Linked DNA regions of Mus musculus: region 1 is linked to region 2. Evidence: chromatin contacts called from public HiChIP or PLAC-seq data. All regions are on one chromosome and are shown on one strand. Each heading gives the region's core, a stretch centred on a gene start, on an enhancer-like site or on the middle of the called end of the contact. The rest is flanking DNA. Distances are from core to core; before and after follow the strand shown. Region 1 holds the start of Mmd2 (monocyte to macrophage differentiation-associated 2). Region 2 holds the start of Papolb (poly (A) polymerase beta (testis specific)).

Region 1 (5,929 bases), core at 2,477-4,976, 79 kb before region 2:
CAGTGAGCTCAGGGTGCAGAGACTGAGATTCAAGCGCAGATAGCCTGTGCCCATGCGCCATATCCTTCAGGAATGTTTTTGGTCCCCCTGAATTCCAGTGTCTTCTACTCATACCATACTATTTTGGTCACATAAGCCTGGCTCACTCTGTTCTGTGTGTGTATCCACCCTTGTCCACATAGGTCAAGATTGGATCTTTTTTTTTTTCTGTTGCTTTCCATCTTTTTTTTAAAAAAGGTTTATTATTTTTATTTTATGCTATGAGTGTTTTCCCTGCATGTACGTATGTGCACTGCAGGCATGTCTAGTGTCCACAGAGGCTGGAAGAGGGAACCAGATCCCCTTAACTGGAGCTAAGGGTGGTTTTTAGCTACCATGTGGGTGCTAGGAACCAAACCTGGGCCCTCTGCAAGAACAGCAGGTGCTCTTAATCATGGCGCTATCTCCAGTCCACGACCTAATTCTTGGGTCAAGGTTTCTCATCCAGTCGGAGCTTCCCAGCTGGGTGAGGCTGGCTGGCCAGAAGTTCCCTAAACCAAATGTCCCTGTGTCTCTAGAACTGGGGTTATAGAGTCATGCCACTGTACCCAGATTATATGTGAGTACTGGGGACTTGAACTCAAGTCCTCCTGCTTGCATGGCAAGAATGTTGTGCATTAAGTTGTCTCACCAACCCCCCCCCCCATGCTGGGTTTCCCCTCCTGCTCCTTCTCCTCCTCCACCACCACCTTCTCCTCTTTCCTCGCCCTCACCCCCCCCCTCCTCTGTTGTCATCTTCTTACTTTGTGGCTCGGGTTACTCTCGAACACAAGATCCTCTTGGTTCAGCCTTCTGAATTCTGGAATTACAGGTTTTAACCACTACATCTAGCTTTGTCAATTTTACCATGAGTTGCAAACAAACATGTGTCCCCAACTCAATTAGGATATATAAATATACATAATATAAATAATAGTCTTCTAGCCATTCCTTCTGCCTCTTTTTCTCTTTCTTTTCTTTTTCTTTTTTATCCCCCCCTCCTCCACCCCAGTTTTAAGACAGGGTTTTTTTGTGTAGCCCTAGTTGATCTTGAACTCATTCTGTAGATCAGGCTGGCTTTGAACTCAGAGCTCTGTCTGTTTCTTCCTCCCAAGTGTTGGGATTAAAGATGTGCACCACCACTACTTGGCCTTCTGCATCATTTTTAAAATTAGTTTTTAAAGTTAGCATAAAGAGTAATTAGTTTAATTGTGACATTTTTGTTAATTTTTTTTCACTCCTATATATTGGGAACTGAATTCAGGGGCTCACACACGCTAAGTAGACTTTCTACTGGTAAGCCACACCCTAGCCTCTCACTGGGGGATTCTAGGCAGGGGCTCTACCACTGAGCCACACCCCCAGCCCCTCACTGGGGGATTCTAGGCAGGGGCTCTACTACTGAGCCACACCCCAGCCCCTCACTGGGGGATTCTAGGGAGGGGCTCTACCACTGAGCCACGGTCCCAGCCCCTCACTAGGGGATTCTAGGCAGTGATCTACTGGGAGTAATATGCCCTGCTCTCTTTTGATTTCTTCATTGAGATAAGATCTTGCTAAATTGTCCTGGCTTTCTTTGTATCCCATGTGGTGGGATGAGCATGTTAGATGTCTTGAATTTCTAAGCCAGCAACTGAGGCTGGTCAGTCTTACATGTAAGCACCCAGGGTCCTCCTTTTTGCCTCTTCCTTCAGCATCTTCATCCTCCCCACCCCTCCCCCAGGTACTGCCACTCCTGCCATGATCTCCTCGCTCTGCACCATCTCCCTGTAGCCCTCTGGCTTTGCCCACGCCCGGCCCAGCAGAGGAAGGCAGAGGTGGACCAGGCAGTCTTCTGTCAGTCTGCTTCTTCTTTCTGCTCCCTTGACCCAGAAGGTGTGGGTGTTCTTTTCTCAGCATTCCAAACAAGAACTAGAGCAAGGCCACTTAGGAGGCCTTGTTCCCAGCCACTTGGGAGGCCGAAGATAGGAGGATCACAAGTTCACTGTCAGCCTGGGCTACAGAGTGGGTTCAAGGCCAGCTTGAGTAAGTTTGCCTGGCTATCTGAAAAAAAAAAAAAAAAAAGTGAAAGGGGACCAGAGATGTAATCTAATCATGGAGTGTCCATCTAGCATGTGCTGGAGCCTGAATTCAACCTGTAGCACTGGGTAAAAATAAGCAAATTGAGACGATCAGGGGGCTATGGACTTAGGAAGGGGGAAGCCATGGTGGAGGAGGAGAGGACTTGTCGTCAATTTGGGGACCCATCTGGTCACCTTGCATACATGGTCAAGAAGCAGAGAGATGCTGGGCCGGGGTGATGCACACCTTTAATCCCAGCATTGAGGCAGAGGTAAGTGGATCTCTGAGTTCAAGGGCAGCCTGGTCTACAGAGTGGTAGCCAGGGCGACCCAGAGAAACCCTATCTCTAAAAACAAAACCGCCACCACCAACAACAAAAAGAATCTAGGAGACAGGAACTCTGGCATTAAGTTCACAATATTTCTTTTATTCAAGGCCAGCCCCCAGCCCAGGATCAAGGTCCAGCTCACATTTAGGGGTGGCCTTCCTTCCCTTACCCAACCAATAAGATCCCTCACAGACATGCCCAGAGGTTGTATCTTTGGTGATTCTAGATCCTGCCAAGTGGAAAGTCAACAATAGTAGCTGTCATGAACACCAAAGACCATCTTGCCCCTGCAGCTCCCTCAAGGGGTGTTCAAAATGTTCAGAGACAGATTGGGTTCCCACGTCCTCCAAAGATGTCACGCCCCCCCCTAAAGCAGAAAGCTGAATCTGGTGGCTGGTGAGCCAGCTCAACAGGTAAAGATGCTTGTCTTCAAGCCGGAAGACCTGAGTTTTGTCCCTAAGTTGTCCATGGTGTAGGAACAAAGCTAACTCCTGCAAGTTGCCTTCTGCCCTCTACACGCATGATAAATACGTAACTGCAGGCGGCTGGAGAGCTTGCTCAGCGGTTGAGTGCTTCCTGTGCATACAGAGGATTGGAGTTCGAATCCCAACACCCGCTTCGGTTGCCTCACAACTGCCCCTAACTCCCGCTCCTGGGGATCCCAGACTTCTTATCTCCACACACTTGCACTCACATATGCACATAGCCCCACCCCCACCCTGCGCACATATACACACATAAATTAAAAATAAATGCTTTAAAATATTAAAATGCAATAAAGTAATAATAAAAAGAAAACTGGAGTTTGAAGACATGAGGATAGACTTGGGGCTGTAGATTCTGAACATGATGGAATGTCCCCATCTTGGTACTGGGATGTGGATGTGAATGGGGATTGGGGCAGGGGGCAGGGGGGAGGGGAGCAGCGGCGAAGGTGGAATGGGAGGGGGTGGAGCAAGATGGTTCCTAGAGACACAGAGTCCTGGATGGTAGGGTGGATTCAGGGCTAAGAGCCTGCAATAAGTAAACTGAGGGTGCCACCTAGTTCGGTCCCCAGGCGTCCCCTGTGGCTTTGCAGTGCTGCCCGGATGGCAAGCCGTAACAGAGGCAGTTCAGTCTAGTCCAAGCTGTCTTCTGCTGGCTAGAACAGCAATGGGGTGGAGGGGACCCGGGGAGAAGCTAGCAGGAGGGAGGGGGCCTCCCAGCCGGGCGATTGGCAGCGTGCGCCCAAGTCCCCCCCATATCCCGCCCCCGCCCCGCCCCCGCCACCATCTGCTCGGGATTTGCGATCCGGGAGACTCCAGGCTCAGGGGCTCGGGGCTCCGGAGGCAACTGATCGGGTCTGTTCAAGGCCCTGGAGCAGCCCGAGGATCTGACACCTTTCCAACCTGCTGCGCCTCCCGAAGCGGCTCCTGGTGTTCCCGCGTCCCAGCCCTGGTCTGGGCGCTGATGGAACCGCGGCGATGTTCACTCTGGCCAGGCTGCTGGATTTCCAGAAAACCAAATATGCAAGGTGAGTAGCGGGTCAGGGGGTGATAGACAGGGGCCAGGACACCAAGATCCTTCTTTCCTTTCCCCACTGTCTGGAGAACTGGGCTCGATGCACAGACCCCGTTGCCTGGGGCTAGAACAACCCAGCTTCTTCATAACGGAGTGGTAATTGTCACCCCGCTTTTGCGCTCAGCGCAGCGGATTCTCCGAGTTTCCTTTTTCCCCTGGGCGAGGTGCTTCTTCGGTCCAAAGCTCAGTTTCCACATTTGCGACCCGGTGAACTCTGAGAGTCTCCACCATTCGGAACCACGGAGGATTATATGAGATGATCCTTAGAAAGCAAATCTAAGGGTGGGGGAACTGCTCCATCCCTGTGGAGCTCTCTGGGGTCCTCCCTGAACCCAGATTTCTTTTCTTTTCTTTCTTTTATTTTATTTATTTATTTTTTGAGTCAGGTCTCACTATAGTAGTCCTGGCTGGCTTGGACCCTCCTTTGTAGACCAAGCTGTCCTTTGACCTCACAGAGCTCTGTCTAGCTCGGGAACACTGGTCCTTCTTTTCCTGTTTTCGAGACAGTCTTGCTACATACCCTAGGCTGGCCTTGATCTCACTATGTAGCCCAGGCTTGTCTTGAACTTAATTCTTCAGCCTTAGCCCCCCTGGATGCTGAAATTAGGGCTGGGACTCACAAGAGTATATTTTAGTTAACATTTTGTATACCTGATTCCCATCTGAACACGTTAGTTGTGAGTTATTTTGCATTGTGTTTTTTTAATACGAAGTTTTCATTATCTGGTGTGCATTTTGATTTGATTTGGTTGTCTTGAACGAGTATCATTATTATTACTATTATTTTTATTGCATGTGGGGTTGTGTACCCCACACATATATGGAGGTCAGACAATGTTGTGGAGTTGAATCTTTCCTTCCCACTATCTATGAATTCCAGAGATTGAACCCTGGTCTCCAGGCTTTTGTGGCAAACTCCGTGACTTGCTGAGCCATCTTGTCATGCCTTTCCTAGTCCTTTTTTTAATTTTATTTTTAAAAAATGTCTCATTCTATAGCCTAGTAGCCCAGGCTTCTCTGAAACACACTATGTGGCCCAGGTCAGCCTTACACGGACAGCAGTCCTTTGGCCTCAGCCTCCTGAAGGCTGGGATTACAAGTGTGGGCTGGTATGCCTGGCTGCTCATGGAGATGTGATTGCCTCTGTGGCGGATGGAGAGATAGGCCTTTGAGAAAAGACCCGGTCGTAGGAGATAGAACTGTTTCACTTGAGTAAATGGTGAGCCTCCAGGCTCACCATTTCTCTGCACACTTGCAGATTTACTGCCCCAGAACTGAAGCCAGCAATAGACTTGGATGTTCCAGTCTCCAGAGCCTCTGTTCTGTGGATCCTAAGCTGGTCCCTAACTCACAGCTGGGGATGGTCTCAAATTCCCGATCTAAGTGCTGGGTTAGGTTTATGGATGCAATGCTGGGGACTGAACCCAGTGCCTTGTGCATGGTAGACGAGTCTACTGAGCTACTTCCCCGGCCCACAAACTTCTAATTCTTTCAGCTAGCATGTCTCGGGTGTTCTGTTCCGGCAACGGAAAGCAGATATAGGGCTGGAAAAAGAGCCCAGCTGGTAGGGTGTTTACCACTCAATAATGAGAGCCTGAATTTGAACCCCAATGCTCAAGATAGAAAGCCAGATGTGGTGGCATCCTTGTGATCCTAGTGCCCTGGAGGAGGAGACAAGCAATGCCCGGAGCTTGCTGGTCATCCAGCCTCAAGTACTTAGGCCTTGGGTCCCAGTGAGATGCCCCTGCCTCAAAAACAAGGTTGGTATCCCCCAAGGAACAACTGACCCTCTGACCTCCTTATATACACATGCACACACACATATCCATATATGTGTATATACTGCCTTCCATGAACATGCATATATACCCCCCCACACGAAGATAATGGACAAACTTAGATAAGGTTGGGGAAGGAACATTGAGTGTTTCTTCGTCCTACCAATGTTATCTTTCCCCCTCT
Region 2 (5,919 bases), core at 1,789-4,288:
GTGTGCCACCATGCCTGGCACACGCCTTTTTTTTTTTTTTTTTTATGGTCACAGGACCTTTTGTATGCTCATCCATGTGTATTGGTGAATATACATGTGTTCATGAGTGCATAAGTGTGGGAGCTAGGGCATGACCTCAGGTGTTATCCTCAGGAGCTGTCCACCTCATTGGTCAGCATCCCATCAGGCAGGCTCTCTAGCCTTCCAGTACAGGAATCTGTCTGTATCCCTTCTCTAATCCCGTCTGCAAGTGTGCCCCCACTGGGCCCAGTTTTTATATGGGTTCCAGGGATTGAGCGCATGTAGCATCCTGGAGATGCCTACATAGCCACACTTCTCTGACTGACCCTTTCCCCGGAAGAAGCACAGGATCTCAACTAGTTATGAAAGTGTAATTTCTCTGGGAGGCATTTGTCAGTTTGGATGACTAAGAAGCTTAAACGTGGAGCTGGAGCACTGGCTCAGTGGTTGAAAGCACATGGCAATCTTCCAGAGGATCAGAGTCTGAGTCTCAGCACCTCTGTCGGAGCAACAGCTGCTGGGGTGAGTGTATACGCACTGACAAATACACAGACACATGCAAATAAAAATAAAACCATAAGAAAGGAATTTGAGCTTGACAGTGGACAAGAGAGACAGAGCCCATTGAAACCTTAGAAAGGCAAGAAGGTAGCACTGAGACCTGCCCTCCTTTCGGAGGAAGCTGGGCTCTCCAGAGGCTAGCATGTTGAGTACCTATCTGGCACATAGATAACAAGGAAAGTTATCTTTCTCCACCTGGGTTCTGGATGGTGAAAAATTTAAAAACTTTCTTGATAATTAAAAAGCACATTTTGTCCCACATGTATTTGGGTCTGGATTATAGTGGATAAAACATTAAAAGTCATACCAGGTGTGGCACACCTTTAATCCCAGGACTCAGGAGATAGAGGCAGGAGGATCTCTGTGAATTTGAGGCCAGCCTTGTCCACATATTGTGCTCTAGGACAACCAGAACTATACAGAGAGACCCTCTCTCAAAGAAGAAAAAGAAAAGCAAAAAGAAAAGAAAGAAGCCGGGCGTGGTGGTGCACGCCTTTAATCCCAGCACTCGGGAGGCAGGGGCAGTCGGATTTCTGAGTTCAAGGCCAGCCTAGTTTACAAAGTGAGTTCCAGGACAGCCAGGGCTATACAGAGAAACCCTGACTCAAAAAAAAAAAAAAAAAAAAAAAAGAAAAAAGAAAAGAAAGAAAAGAAATCACATACACAGCTTAGTACAAGAGCATCTAGCAAAACCAAAGGAAATCCTACCTGGATTTCCATATTCACCAGGCATGGGCATCCCAGTCCTCTCCACAAATGAGCTCATAACAAAAATCAGAGAACACAAAAGGGAAAAATGCCCAGAAATTCATGAAAGACAGCACACTACAGAATTAGACTCTCGGAGACATTACTGGCTACTGAATACTAATGAATGCTCACCATATTTGAAGAGATGGTAGGATGAAAACAGTGTATCACCTCCAAAATAGAGACAGATGTTTAAAAGAACAAGAGAATTATGCTGGTTAACTTTAACTGTCAACTTGTCACAATCTAGAATCAACTAGAAAGTTCTTTTTTTAAAAAAATGTTTTCGCCTTTAATCCCAGCACTCGGGAGGCAGAGGCAGGTGGATTTCTGAGTTCGAGCCCAGCCTGGTCTACAAAGTGAGTTCCAGGACAGCCAGGGCTATACAGAGAAACCCTGTCTTGAAAAAAAAAGGTTTTCCAAGTTTCCAAGTTTTAATTATGTGTAAGCATGTGCCATCAGAGGCCAGAGGTATCATAGGGAACCAATCTCCTATCCTGGAAAAGCAACAGTGGTGCCTTCTCCTCCTCCCATCCTTCTTCTGAGCCACCTTTCCAGCCCTGGGAAGAGATTCTTAATGAGGAATTACCTAGATCCAGTAGACTTGTGGGTGTGTCTGTAGGGGACTGTCCTGAGTGTTCATTTACACAGGAGATCCAGCCCATTGTGGGCATTCCCGTCCTTAGGCAAGGGACCCTGGACTGTATAAACAGGAGAAATAGATAGATGGATGACAGGAAGCAGGCATGGGTACATTTGTTCTCACTGCTCTTGACTGAGTGTGATGTGGCTAGATATCTTAAGTTCTTCTCACCTTCCCTGTAACTGACGGTAACCTGGAATTGTAAGCCAAATAAACCCTTTACCCCTAAGTTGTGTTTTCGTTTGTTTTTTTTTTTGTCAGCAACAGGAGTGAAACTGGAACAATTATGCTACCAGTAACACAAAGGTAAGTATTTAAAAGAATATGTAAGTTGGTTCTCTCAGTGGTAGTGTGTGAGGCGCTTGGATCCCAATACCACAAAAGCAAAGAGTGCACTTCAGTGGTGCTTCAACTGCACACTATATATAACTTAAGTGAGAATGGAGAAGTGGGAGATCTGGCGTCACCCAGGAACAAGCACAGATCTGGAGCACGGGAAGAATGGGAAGGTTTATCCTGTATCCAAACGAAGAGAACAAAGAGAATGTCGGGAAGAGCATATTCCAAGCATAGGCGTGGGAATCTTCTAGAGGCCACAAAATAAAAAGGACTTCTTGCTCTGATGCAGGAAATCCAGCGCGCCCTTGTAAATTGAGTATATTCACCTTGCACGCACGCACACAGCAGTGGAACTGTGGGATACTGAGAACAGAAATCTGAGTATGGGCTGGCAGAAGACGACGAAAGGGCCATAGTTTTGGCTTGATGGTAACTTCTCAGCAGGAGCCAGGGAAAGTAGAAGCCACCCCAAGAAGTGACACCAGGCCTGATGAGAGCACCACTGTCGCCCTGGGCCTAGCTGGAGCATCCTCTGGAACCTGCTTGGGGATAGAGGACAGTGCATTGTCCCTCAAGAGAGACTTCTCAGAACCGGGCAGGCCGGGCCGGGATGGAGCTCTTCCGGAAGCCTTCTAGCGCGAGAATTTCCTCCAATCTCGTGAGAGCGGCAGCGGCATCGGCCGGTGCGTGCGTGTGCCGTCGGTTCTGGAACGCGACCGCTGAGGAGCCCGGCGCCATGTTGGCCCGGAGGGATACCAGGGGAAGCGCTTGAGGCGGCGGGCTCGGAGCGGAGCGGGGGCCGACAGGGCCGGCCGGCAGGAGCCCGCCCCTCGCGCCTTCGGATCATGAGCCGAGCAGAGGCCGTCGAGGTCGCGGTGGCGGGGCAGGTGCCCTGGCGGCGCGGGAGCTAGAGATGATGCCATTTGCGGTGACCACCCAAGGAGCACAACAACCGGCTCCCGCCCCGAAGCAGTTCGGCATATCGTCCCCCATCAGCCTGGCCGCCCCCAAGGACACAGACCGCGAACTCACCCAGAAGCTGATCGAGACCCTCCAGCCCTTCGGGGTGTTTGAAGAGGAAGAGGAACTGCAGCGCAGGATTTTAATTTTGCAGAAATTAAATAATCTGGTGAAGGAATGGATCCGAGAAATCAGTGAAAGCAGGAATCTTCCACAAGCTGTAATTGAGAATGTTGGGGGGAAAATTTTTACGTTCGGCTCTTACCGATTAGGAGTACACACGAAAGGTGCAGATATCGATGCTTTGTGCGTTGCACCAAGACACGTGGATCGAAATGACTTTTTCACCTCCTTCTATGACAAATTGAAACTACAAGAGGAAGTAAAAGATTTAAGAGCTGTTGAGGAGGCCTTTGTGCCGGTTATCAAACTGTGTTTTGATGGAATAGAGATTGATATTTTGTTTGCAAGATTAGCATTGCAGACTATTCCAGAAGATTTGGACCTACGAGATGATAGTCTGCTTAAAAATTTAGATATTAGGTGCATAAGAAGCCTTAACGGTTGCCGGGTAACTGATGAGATTTTACATCTAGTACCAAACATTGACAGCTTCAGGTTAACACTGAGAGCCATCAAATTATGGGCCAAATGCCACAACATCTATTCCAATATATTGGGTTTCCTTGGAGGTGTTTCCTGGGCTATGCTAGTAGCAAGAACTTGCCAGCTTTACCCAAATGCAATAGCATCCACTCTTGTGCGAAAATTTTTCTTGGTGTTTTCTGAGTGGGAATGGCCAAATCCAGTGTTGTTAAAAGAACCAGAAGAACGAAATCTTAACTTGCCTGTATGGGACCCAAGAGTGAATCCTAGTGACAGGTACCATCTTATGCCTATAATTACACCAGCATACCCACAGCAGAACTCCACGTACAATGTGTCTGTTTCGACCAGGATGGTCATGATTGAGGAGTTTAAACAAGGACTTGCTATCACACATGAAATTCTGCTGAATAAGGCAGAATGGTCCAAACTTTTTGAAGCTCCAAGCTTTTTTCAAAAATACAAGCATTATATTGTACTTCTGGCAAGTGCGCCAACAGAGAAACAACATTTAGAGTGGGTGGGCTTGGTGGAATCAAAGATCCGAATCCTGGTTGGGAGCCTGGAAAAGAATGAGTTCATTACTCTGGCTCATGTGAATCCTCAGTCGTTTCCAGCACCAAAAGAAACTGCTGACAAGGAAGAATTTCGTACTATGTGGGTGATCGGGTTAGTGTTGAAGAAGCCAGAAAACTCTGAAATTCTCAGTATTGATCTCACCTATGATATTCAGTCTTTCACAGATACAGTGTACAGACAAGCAATAAATAGTAAGATGTTTGAGATGGATATGAAGATTGCTGCAATGCATCTAAGAAGGAAGGAACTTCATCAGCTACTTCCAAATCATGTTCTTCAGAAAAAGGAAACCCATTTAACAGAAAGTGTAAGGCTGACAGCTGTGACTGACAGCAGCCTTCTCTTGTCTATAGACAGTGAAAACAGCATGACTGCTCCTTCACCTACTGGCACTATGAAGACAGGTCCACTGACTGGAAACCCTCAGGGCAGAAACAGTCCTGCTCTGGCTGTTATGGCAGCATCTGTGACCAACATACAGTTTCCTGATGTTTCCTTGCAGCATGTGAATCCCATAGAAAGCTCAGGAATTGCACTGAGTGAAAGCATCCCTCAGATTCCCTCACAACCTACCATTTCACCACCACCTAAGCCTACAATGACCAGAGTGGTTTCTTCGACACATCTGGTAAACCATCCATCTAGACCTTCAGGAAATACAGCAACGAACATACCCAATCCTATACTAGGAGTCTAGAAGACAGTCTCAGCTGATAAGAAGAAAGAAACAAGAAACCCAACAGAAGGGAAGAACCAGATAGATGAGTCCCGCTTAGACACCACTCAGACAGCAGCTTCTCTGTTGGCCTCTCAGGAAACACCTGGGAACAGATAAGCCCGGTATCCCTGTTTTTCCTAGAGATCCTATTCCTTTTATTGAGAGTTCAATAAAACAGATTGAATGGATAGAAACTATCTCAAAGGCCCTTACACAAATTCTTGCAAATTGAACTTGTCGCTTTCGGATGTTAAAGGAAAATGAGGGAACCAGGCTAGATTTGACTCAAAATAGATTCATACTCCATTAGTAACTTTTTTTGCTGGCCTAATCTTGAAGTCCAGATTAGCATTCAAAACCAGTACTGTTACTCATGCCTCAGACCATTAGCATGTTGATAGTAGTTACATTATTTCAGAGAGCTCTGATTAGAAAAGAGGAAAATCCCCTCTAGCTGTATTCATTTCTGTCCTTGACTGACATTAGAATTGGATTTATGTTTGATCCATTGTTGGGAAATTTGCAATACAAACTATCAGAACCCTTATTATAGTACTTTATGGGATTTAAAATTTTTCCATTAGGAACTAGAACTAATTTTTGACTTTCCACTTTGGTGAATTTTCACCTTTTTTTCCTCCCCGAAAAGGTTTCTTTACTAATCTTAAAGTCGCATGCTATTTTTGTAGTAATATACTTGAGAAAGTATGAAATATGTATCTCAGTTCCCAGGAGGCGTCTA

Evidence for each region. HiChIP or PLAC-seq counts read pairs in DNA pulled down with a chosen protein or histone mark.
Region 1: a contact with region 2 is called in an H3K27ac HiChIP or PLAC-seq map of embryonic stem cells, with 6 read pairs. The contact joins the promoter of Mmd2 here to the promoter of Papolb in region 2. A contact is called at or near these places in 8 of 39 promoter capture datasets (the 3T3-L1 cell line, the HPC-7 cell line, embryonic stem cells and 5 more), 1 of 15 datasets of contacts at CTCF or cohesin (the NIH/3T3 cell line), 2 of 115 datasets of contacts at active chromatin or transcription factors (embryonic stem cells and intestinal villus epithelium) and 3 of 9 other capture datasets (adipose tissue, liver and pancreatic islet).

The regions. Positions count from the first base shown.
Region 1 is chr5:142,606,549-142,612,477 of GRCm38.p6, reverse strand. It overlaps Mmd2 (monocyte to macrophage differentiation-associated 2), which reads left to right and starts at 3,726. Exons shown (of 7, transcript NM_175217.6): 1 at 3,726-3,920. The coding sequence starts at 3,871.
Region 2 is chr5:142,527,195-142,533,113 of GRCm38.p6, reverse strand. It overlaps Papolb (poly (A) polymerase beta (testis specific)), which reads left to right and starts at 3,038. Exons shown (of 1, transcript NM_019943.2): 1 at 3,038-5,374. The coding sequence starts at 3,228. The coding sequence ends at 5,156. The region is part of intron 2 of Radil (Ras association and DIL domains); the gene reads left to right.